2 separate regions of the Zea mays genome follow, and region 2 is linked to region 1. The links are chromatin contacts, called in public Hi-C maps. All regions are on one chromosome and are shown on one strand. The core of a region is the stretch at or near the end of the contact, and the rest is flanking DNA. Distances in the headings are between cores, read along the strand shown. Region 1 holds the start of LOC100284555 (phosphoglycerate mutase gpmB). Region 2 holds the start of LOC100272901 (Patatin-like protein 2).

Evidence for each region. Hi-C and Micro-C count contacts between places; a contact is called where the count stands out from the background.
Region 2: a contact with region 1 is called in a Hi-C map of ear, with 3 times the contacts expected there. The contact joins the promoter of LOC100272901 here to the promoter of LOC100284555 in region 1. A contact is called at or near these places in 3 of 25 Hi-C or Micro-C datasets (ear, leaf and tassel).

Annotation. Positions count from the first base shown.
Region 1 is chr1:204,359,259-204,363,951 of Zm-B73-REFERENCE-NAM-5.0, forward strand. It overlaps LOC100284555 (phosphoglycerate mutase gpmB), which reads right to left and starts at 1,815. Exons shown (of 6, transcript NM_001157450.2): 1 at 1,444-1,815. The coding sequence starts at 1,767. LOC103643152 (a long non-coding RNA gene) reads left to right here and starts at 2,044. Exons shown (of 2, transcript XR_560833.4): 1 at 2,044-2,349; 2 at 3,507-3,815.
Region 2 is chr1:204,520,075-204,524,826 of Zm-B73-REFERENCE-NAM-5.0, forward strand. It overlaps LOC100272901 (Patatin-like protein 2), which reads right to left and starts at 2,892. Exons shown (of 3, transcript NM_001147354.1): 1 at 2,158-2,892; 2 at 1,909-2,070; 3 at 869-1,547. The coding sequence starts at 2,754. The coding sequence ends at 999.

The DNA.
Region 1 (4,693 bases), core at 565-3,064:
GGAGTTAAAAAACACTCTTGACAATCAAAGAGCTTAACAATACATGATTTCTCAGTGACTATTAATTTCCCAGTTAAGGCAGGGTGTCAGGTTCATGGTGATAATCAGCTAGCTAAGTCCGGGGTATAAAACAATATATTTCCAATTTCCATCAAACAAGCACTTGAGTTATAAAAAATGACTAGCACTGTTATTTTTCTTTTATTTGCAAAATTGTATTACTAATATAATGTACTGCTGCCCATCAACTTTAAAATTAACTCAAGGGTGTTCCAAGAGAAGAAGAGAAGTTGTCCCTAAGGCCTAGCAAACAAATGTAGCAAAGGAGAAAGGACACATCGGTCATGCTATTGATTTCCATAGATATGTATCACAAGAGGCATAAACTATCTGAGATAAGTGCATATGCATTACATGAGAAAAAATGTTAATACTCCCTCCATTCCAAACAAATTATAAGACGCCCACATCTCAACAACCCAAGAAGGAGATTCTTGTACTGTTCTATGTGCAGTGAAAGCTGGGAATGAACAAACATTCCTTTTTCGGTTAGGAGTGGATTGAAGGGGATTGAAGCGGATTAAATCCCTTGCTAGTCAAAATTGAATAGAAAGGGATTTAATCCCCTCAATCCTCTCCAATCCCCATGCAACCGAACAAAGTCTTAACAAGATGACAAAACATCATAGTTGGCTGCATGAGTAGATCAAATTCCACTAGTTACCGCAATACTAAGAGTCTGTTTGGATCCAAGGACTAATTGCTAGCTAGCTAAAAATTATCCCAAATTAGCTCTAATGCATCCAGAAAGGAGGGCTAATAGATGGTCTAATTTTTTTAGACAAGTATACAAGTACTCCCTCTAGTATCAAAATACAAGTCGTTTAGGACAGCGACACGGTCCCCAAAATATAGTTTTGACCAATGTTTTTTTCTTAAAATAAAAACAAACTCTTAATATATTTATACTTTTGCAAAAGTACTTTTTAAGATAAATCTATATATATGACTGTTAGATTTCAAAACTAAATAACAAAACTGTTATTAGTACTCAAAGTTTTATATGTTTGACTCAAACCTTGTCCAAAACGACTTGATTTTTAGGACTAGAGGGAGTAGTTGTTAGCTACATTAGCTAGCCAACTATAGCTAATTTGAGCTAATTTTTAGCCACGTATCCAAACATGCCCTAATAACAGACACACATATACTGCAGTGTAATCATTGTAGCCAACAAAAATCCTCAGTTTTTTTATACCTTCACTTGAGAAAGGAGTTCTGGAGTAGCGCCTACAAGGACGAAGCACTAATCCAACCATTAAGAACTAGTGCACACATCTTAGGTCCCTCAGAATTCCTCCATCACAGTATTTTCCCAGTTTAAACCAGCAGTGAAGACCAATTGGCAGGCAGGATGAGGGAGGAGAAGCAAGCAGGCGGCACCTGTATGATGCGCGAGGCGTTCCATGACGTCTCGCCGTGACGCACGATTACGACCTCCGTGAACTCTCCGGCGGCGTCGCCCTCGACGCTGGAAGCGGAGGACGACATCCCCGGAGCAGCTCCGTGGACGTCAACCCAGCGGATCTGCGGAGTGGTGGCTGCGACGGATCCGGTACAGAAGGACGCCGCGGCGGTGATGGCGGAGGGTGGAGAGGGCAAAGCAGCGAGGGACGCGGGCGCGGACGTCGGCGGCGCGGACGTCGGCGGCAGAACCGCAGAAGCGCGATTGTGGGAAGGCGCTAGAGGATATCCGGTGTACGGCATCGCGACCACAAGCTGGCGATCAGCGAGTCGCGTAATCAGAATTGTTATGGGCCGAGCCAAAATTAGCGGATGGGCCGTAGTTTTTTTTGCCGAAGGAAGGTCTAAAGTTACGGCCTCGTTCTATGGCTTTCAGAGGTGTTATCTCTCTGCTGCGAATAAACTGCTATGATATGATAGCCATCAGAAGAGTTGAAGCTGTTTGGTCGAATAGCAGCGGCTTCCGAAACTTTTTTAGTCTACCAGTAGCTATAGCTAACGCGCCCTGCGCGCCAGGTTAATTTATTTCTTTAGGCCATGTTCGTTTAAGCACTTCCCGCCCGGGAACAGGGACCAAACCCCGTGGACCTCCCTCGTTTGGAAAGAAGCCCAGCCCACAAAAAAACGTGCATTCGGTTAACCCCCGTATGGACCGTATCCCGGTATTTCCTCTTCGTTCCAGACCGAGAACCACGCCCGGTCCCTGCGGGGTGGAAAATATCTCACGCAAAGGAGCTGAGGCATCACAAATGAAGGGCACGAGGCGGCGGCGGTGGCGGCGACGGCTCTCCGGCGTTGATCTACCCTGCGTCCGTGTTCTTATAGGTCTGCTTCTTTCTCCCTAGGCTATTGAATCTCGCAATACGCTGGGTGGTCCTTGCAGCACAGTTGGAGCTTTCCGTTCGCACTGTTAGCTCCGTCCGATGAGGTCGCTCTGTTGGCCTCCAACGAGGGAGCTTTCTATTCCCTTGCAGAGCAGCAGGTGATGTCACTCCGTCCTATTCATTGCCGTGTGACCTGATTGCCTCTCCTCTCCTGGCTGCCTGGGCGAGATGGCTAGATGGCGAAATCTTTGTCCTCTTCTCACCATGTTTATCTCTGCCTCTGCGCTCTGTCTGCTTTATCGTCGCCGCCGCGAGAAGCCCTTCCATGTGCATGTCGTCAAGCAGCAAAAAACATTAATGACGAGCAAGATTGAGGACTGCTACTAAAATTCATCAGGTCACCGTATCTAAAATTTTGAATATGATATTGATTAGATTAATAGGCATATCTGAATACCGCCATAACATCCATCCAAAGTTGCACTAGTAGCTCCCTGTGTTATATATTTTAACATTTGGTTTTCTTCCTTAAACGACCTGAATCAATGCCATCTACCTATCAATTTATAAAAACGTCTGAAAGCATAGCCCTTCCCTTTTTATTCCTTTCATTAATCACAAATCTGTATATGGTGTAGTAGTATTCTTTCTTTTTAATAGTAAATCTAACTTTACAGTGATTTAAGGTCTCTTCTCACTTGATTTTCTGCCCCATCCAAGAATACCAAGTGTACTTGTTCCACGGACACTATGTAGAAGTAGAATTTGTGTTGCATTTTTATTCAAACCATTGTCCTCTCATTTAACATATAAAGGCTCTAGGGCTTTCTACCACATGAAAACAATTTTAGCTAGGTGTGCTATTGTATATGCATTTTGTTGTATTAAGAGAATAATTTACAGATTAGCTTTGGCTTGAACTCTTTTCTGTTCTGACTATAGCATTGTTGGCACCCAAATGAGGTTCAATCGAATAATTTACAGTACCATTTTTTCCCATTGTATTTAGTTACTACTTCAAGGCCAACTGTATTTTAGTTATAGTGTTTTCAAGATTGTAGAAATTTGTAGCTGAAACTATCCACAGCATACTATGAATTGACATCATTTCTGAAAACAATACTGATTAGGATCTTTCACTTCCATAATGCTCTGCAGGAGTGGCCCCTCTGGAGTTGTATGTGGAGTTGTAAACTCTCTTTTATCCTAGAAGAGTTTCTAAGGCGCGGTATAAGTCCATGATCATAGACTAAGAGGATTTGACTCTAATTACTATCCGTTTTATTTATGTAGTCCTATGAGAACATAGAGTATTTGCACATTGCTTTATTAGTTTATTAAAGTTAAAGATTGTATGTGATGAGTATGTATCAACTCTTGTTGGAAGTGTCTTGCAATTTCCAACCATATATTGTGTGTGTATATATATATTGTGTATATACAATGGAAGCTTGAAAATTGTGTGAACTTGAGTTCCCTGTCTAACCGAATGCATCAGATGAGGCAGGGAATTAAGTCGGTATGGAAATTATCCACCGAGAGGATAGAGTGTGCAGTCCGGGATCCACTTGAACCCCGAGCGGAAAAAATCAGCCTGGGGATTAAAACCCGAACAACCGAACATAGCCTTAATGTGTTTGACAGTGAGAAAGGTGGGGTTTTTAGTTTACAAATAATTATCATAAACAAATACAGGGATTTGTGATTAAAAAATAAAATAACAATCTTCGAACTCACTTGGATCGTGAACATGAACCGGATCAGATGTGATCCTAACTTTTAAATTTATATATTTGACAAAGTACAAACACTAACGTCATTTAAAATTATTGTTTTGACAATACCTTAAGAGGTAACACATCGTTATTATAGTAAGAATTTATTAAAAAAGAAATCCTTCCATTTTGATCACGCACCACCTATTTCACAAATATAGTTAGCCAACATATACCATCGAAAGACAGAGGTAAGGTAAATGATTGCAAAGCGTAAAAGTCGATCAAATCACCTTGTATGAAGTAATTTTGCCAAAGTTAGAGAACAATTCACGAACTTGATCATCTCCACTGCTATCATCCAAGTTCTTGATATATAAGTTCAGTCCTTGATATTTGTCAGCACCATCTTTCAAGATTTTCTCAAATCTCCTTTTTTAGTTCCATCTCTCTTTCTGACTTCTTCTGAGCTCTTCCAATATACCACTCTGATCCATCTTCTTACCAGACCTAAAGCTTGTGGTACGGAATTAATTAAACCGGTCAATCAGCGGCACAATCCATATAGTGATATAGTTACATATTCAACCTAGATAAGTCTTCCACTGCTTTTGCTTATCGTTGGCCACT
Region 2 (4,752 bases), core at 1,642-4,141, 160 kb after region 1:
CGTAGAGTCGAATAGGGGTGGAGATGGATATGCGGAAGGCTACAACTAGAACTATGCTACATCTACTCCTAGGGCAGGAAAAGTAAATAATATAATTGGTTCGATTGGAATGTGTTGGGGGTTCTCAATCGGCCGTACCCCTTTATATTTATAGGGGAGGAGGTCTGGACCTTTTCCTAAGATATAGCCAACAAACTCACACGTGATTAGATAGATAACCACGCACGAGATAAGGATAAACATCCGAGTTAATCTAATTTCGGGACACGCGGACCGTCCGGGCCCAAGGGCCGAACCGTCCGCTCATTTTGGTGTCAAACAAGGGCCTAAATTCTAGGAAACTAAAACTATGGATTGCATTAACGTGCAGTTTATGGTCTTATTTAGTACAGTAGCTTTCCGCTTAAATAGAGACTATATGCTAAATAAATGGTATCCCTGGAGCTTTTAGTAGTTATTATAAATAAGTTAATCAGTGATGGGGATACATTTATGCCCCCGTTTGTTTCAGCTTTTTGGAGCTTCTGGCCACCAAAAGCTGCTGCGGACTGCCAAACACCTAGCTTTTCAGTCAGCTTCTATAAAATTCGTTTGGGTAAAAACCATTCAAAATCAACATAAACACATAATCGGTTGAGTCGTTGCAATAGTAGGAATCCGTCATTTTCTAGATCCTGAGTCTTATGGACACCTTTATCTTTTTCCACGCGTAATTCTAATGATATACATATTCTCTACGCAGTCAGATTCTCCTCACAGCTAGATTTTCAGAAAAGCTGGTCAAAAAAAAGCTGAACCAAACAGGCCCTCGAACACGTAAAAGTTCGCTGGAGGCAAGTTTGGTACGTTGTGCAGCACGAAAGGGGGTAGACACTTTGAAAGAATTATTGAAGTGGATACACATAACATGCATGACTGGATTGTAGAACAACATGAGGCTTAATTAGACTATGATGTAGTAGACACTTTGTGTTGGTGTCTCTGCTAGCTAGCTCTGTCTAGAGTGTGTTGCTGGCTTCTTTTTTCTGGATCCTTGCCCGGCGCTCCCGTACGAGCATCTTGGCGAAGCGGACGAGTTCATCCTCGTTGGTGCCTCTCTTGCCGTCGGGCTCGTTCTTGCCCGTCTCGATGTTCACCTTGCACGCCGGCTTCTTCAGCAGCCCCCTGCCGACGTCGACGAGGCGGTTGAGGTTCTCCTCGGTGGACACGTCGACGGACGACGTCTGTCCCGTGAGCTCGTCGTCCTGGATCCGGAGGTACTGCCTCTCCGAGTGCAGCGCCTGGAAGAGCACGGAGGCGTGGATGTCGACGAGGTCGGCGCTGGCCTGGCTGAAGCTGTCGATGATCGGCGTGGTGTCCTTGCTGCTGAGCCACCCCAGGAGGCCCCACTTGCCGGACTGCACGGCGTCGAACTTCTCCTCGGCCTTGGCGGAGCCTGTGCCCAGCGACAGCACCATGAACCTGCCGTAGTCCGCCGGCTTGATCGGGAAGAAGTCCGGGTTGCCCAGCAGGATCTGCTTGCTCACGTCCGTCATCGCCAGCAGCGTCTGCACGCAAGAGTTTCTCGAGTTTATTCGGCGCATATTTCGTGATTCATAGAGAAGTCAACTCAGCAGATATATAAGCCTACTAGGACTCTAATAAATTAACTGAACTGTTAGTAAAACCCATTTCTTCTTTATCTATTACAAGCCGTACGTTGACAATACACTACGTACACAGGTATCTATATATATCTGGCTCCAAGTACTGCAGACGATGCATAAAAAATAGCGCTCGATTCTATTTTCTCAGCATTATTATTGGGATCCTAAATCCAGACTGAAGCTACTTAATTCAAAGTAGATCTCATGACCCTTAATCCCTTATGTTATGCATGTTGGTACGTATACATGCATGTTGACTCACCGGGTTGTTCGCTGCGACGCCTCCGTCGATGAGGTTGAAGGCACGGGCCTTGCCGTCCTTGTCCGTGGTCTGGAACTGGTGGCCTGGGAGGTAGGTCGGCGCGGCGGACGTGCTGATGCACACGTCCGACAGCAGGGCGTCCTTGGAAACATCGGTGATGGCCTGTGCATGCACATAGTCGTCGTCGTCGTTTAGCATATATATAATCGGCGAGCAAACCATGCAAGGCAGCAATAATAATGTTTTTACATCGTATTTGGAGAAGACGGTGGGCTGCAAGAGCTTGATGTCGAAGGTGGGGATGACGATGTTCTGCAGCGCCTGGCTGACCCTGGTCTCGCCGAGGAGGTCCCGGACGAGGGCGTGGAGGTACTTGCCGTCGTACTTGGGCCCCGACAGCTTCTTGAGCAGGCCCAGAGGACCGCCGGCGCCGCCGCCGGGCGGGAAGATCCTGGGGCAGTGGTCGAGGTAGAAGCCGTTGATGTCCTTGGCGGCGAAGAGCGGGCGGCCGTCCTTGTTGGGCGCCGTGAGCATGGCGGTGACCAGCCCGCCGGTGCTCGTCCCGGCGATGACGTCGAAGTAGTCGGCGAGCCGCGCGTCCGGTCGCTCGTCGTACTCCTGCAGCTTCTCCTCGAGGAAGGCGAGGATGGTGCCCGGGATGATCCCGCGCACGCCACCGCCGTCGATGCTGAGCACGGTGACGATGCTCCCGTACGCCGGCGGCGTGGACGACGACGGCGTGGTGGGCGCGCCGACGAGGCTGAGCGCCCGGCGCGCCACCGGGTTCAGGGTCAGGCCGGAGCCGCCGTTGGTGCCGTGGTCCGCGGCAGCGTAGACGGGCGCCATTTTACCTCGCTCGATTGACCTCAAAGACTCAACGACTACGTACGAGGAGAGAGAGGTGGTCTAGATCCCGGCCGGCCGGATCGTAAATAAAGGCTTGATTTGGCTGCTTGTCTCTCGGGCGGGCTGCTGCGCTTTGTGTGGTGCGTTGTGGTGGCGAGAGGTGGGTGCACGAGAGCGGGTATTTGTAGTTGTAGGCTAGGGAGCGAGCGAGGAAGAGTGTTGGTAGCTTCGTAGTAGACTAGTAGCTAGTGCTGGACAGAGAGTATCAGACCAAGTCCGGTCGCGTTCGTAGTGCTGCTGCTGCTGCGGCATTCTGAACGGGTCAAACTCAACCAAGAGCCGAGCACGGGGTTGCGGTGCTGCATGATGGCGATCAGGTCAAGGTCGCGCACGAGCAGAAACCCACTTTGGATGGGATGGGCCAGAAAGCTTTGTTTCTTTCTTTCTTTCTTTCTTTCTTTCTTTCTTTCTTTCTTTCTTTCTTTCTTTCTTTCTTTGTTTTGGCTTGGTTGCTGGCCGCTTTCCCTTGCGAGTGCGATGAGGCACGCGCGGGCGCGCTGGCCGCCGCCGATTGGGGCGCGCGCAAGCAACACGACGACCGCGCATGCCGGCGGCTACGTGGTTGTGTGTAGCCGTACGTCGGCTACGTATTTATACGGCATGTGCAGAATATCGTCTATCCTATATATCTATCGCCGGGCGATCGGGACCGAACCTGGACGAAAACAGTGAGTGGTGTTTCAGATCATCAGATGGGCCCGGCCCGTGTTTTCCAACCTTTTGTGAAGACTGAAGACAAGATCAAGGCTTCGTCTGTTTGTCGATCGGACTGTTCCGGATAGGCATGGCAGTTTCCAGCCACGACCGTTGATTTCCTCGCGTTCCACTGCTAGCTGGTCAAGGAAGAAACAAACAGAAGCCAAGCCAACTCAAGGAAGAAAACGAGAACAAAGTAAAGTAAAGGACTAAAACGTACGTATGTAATTAAGATGCTTCCTACTGGATTATATTATTCATCCCCGGCCGTTCTATTTGTATATATGCTTTAGTATAAGTGTATAATCCAGGCTATACGTACGGCGTCTAAGGCAAGAGAGAGAGAGGCGTTGTCCTTCTCCTCAGTCAACCCGGCCTTGTTCGTTATTACTACTTGGGATCGATGTCGCATGTGGCTGTTGTCTGCTTGGTTTAAAAAGAAAGAAAAACATATATAAGTGTAGCTTTAGCAGCCCTGCTTGCTGGCTCGACGACACTTGCCTCTGTCTAGTTTATCTATCTGCGCAGCCGCAGCGGTAGTTCGCTGAACGTTCCATCTCATTTTGGCCACGCCGAACATTAATTCCACTTAGATTAGATGCATCACATCCACACCACACCACGCAAGTTCTCAACACAGGCAAATCTATACCGCCCTTGCTGTTTTATCAAGAAAAAGGAGACAAGAAAAAAAAAAGACATGGACTAAGCTTCGCATAGTCCATAATCAATAGTATACACGAACGCGTTTTTACTGGTATAAATCAAAGGAGCGTGACAACAACTTTTGAGGATATGGAAGAATGAAAGCCACATAAACATAATACTTAGTTTTTTTATAATAAAAAATCGGCAAAGATAAGTTGATAAACGTACGAGATTATGTGATTATATATATATATATATCTCTACTACTTATTAAGACGGTAAGGGTAGCCTGCCATTTTCTGTTCTGCCTTTTTTTCATTTCCTATTTTACCCTCATCCTTGGTATGGCTCAAAAAATAAATTCTGCAAGAATTATAAATTGAACTCAAGACCTACTGCTAGACTAGAGACAACATATCCACCACACCACGTCTTATTTTGATGTTATAGTAGAAGATATGAGAGTTATTAAAAGTAAGGTATGGCTGATGCCACACTAAGCCATAATGGCTCCTCCGCCGCTGCTGTCCGGCAAACCATCACATTCTGTGATGCAGGACGTCGAGCAACTCCTGACTTGGGGCACTCCGGTCC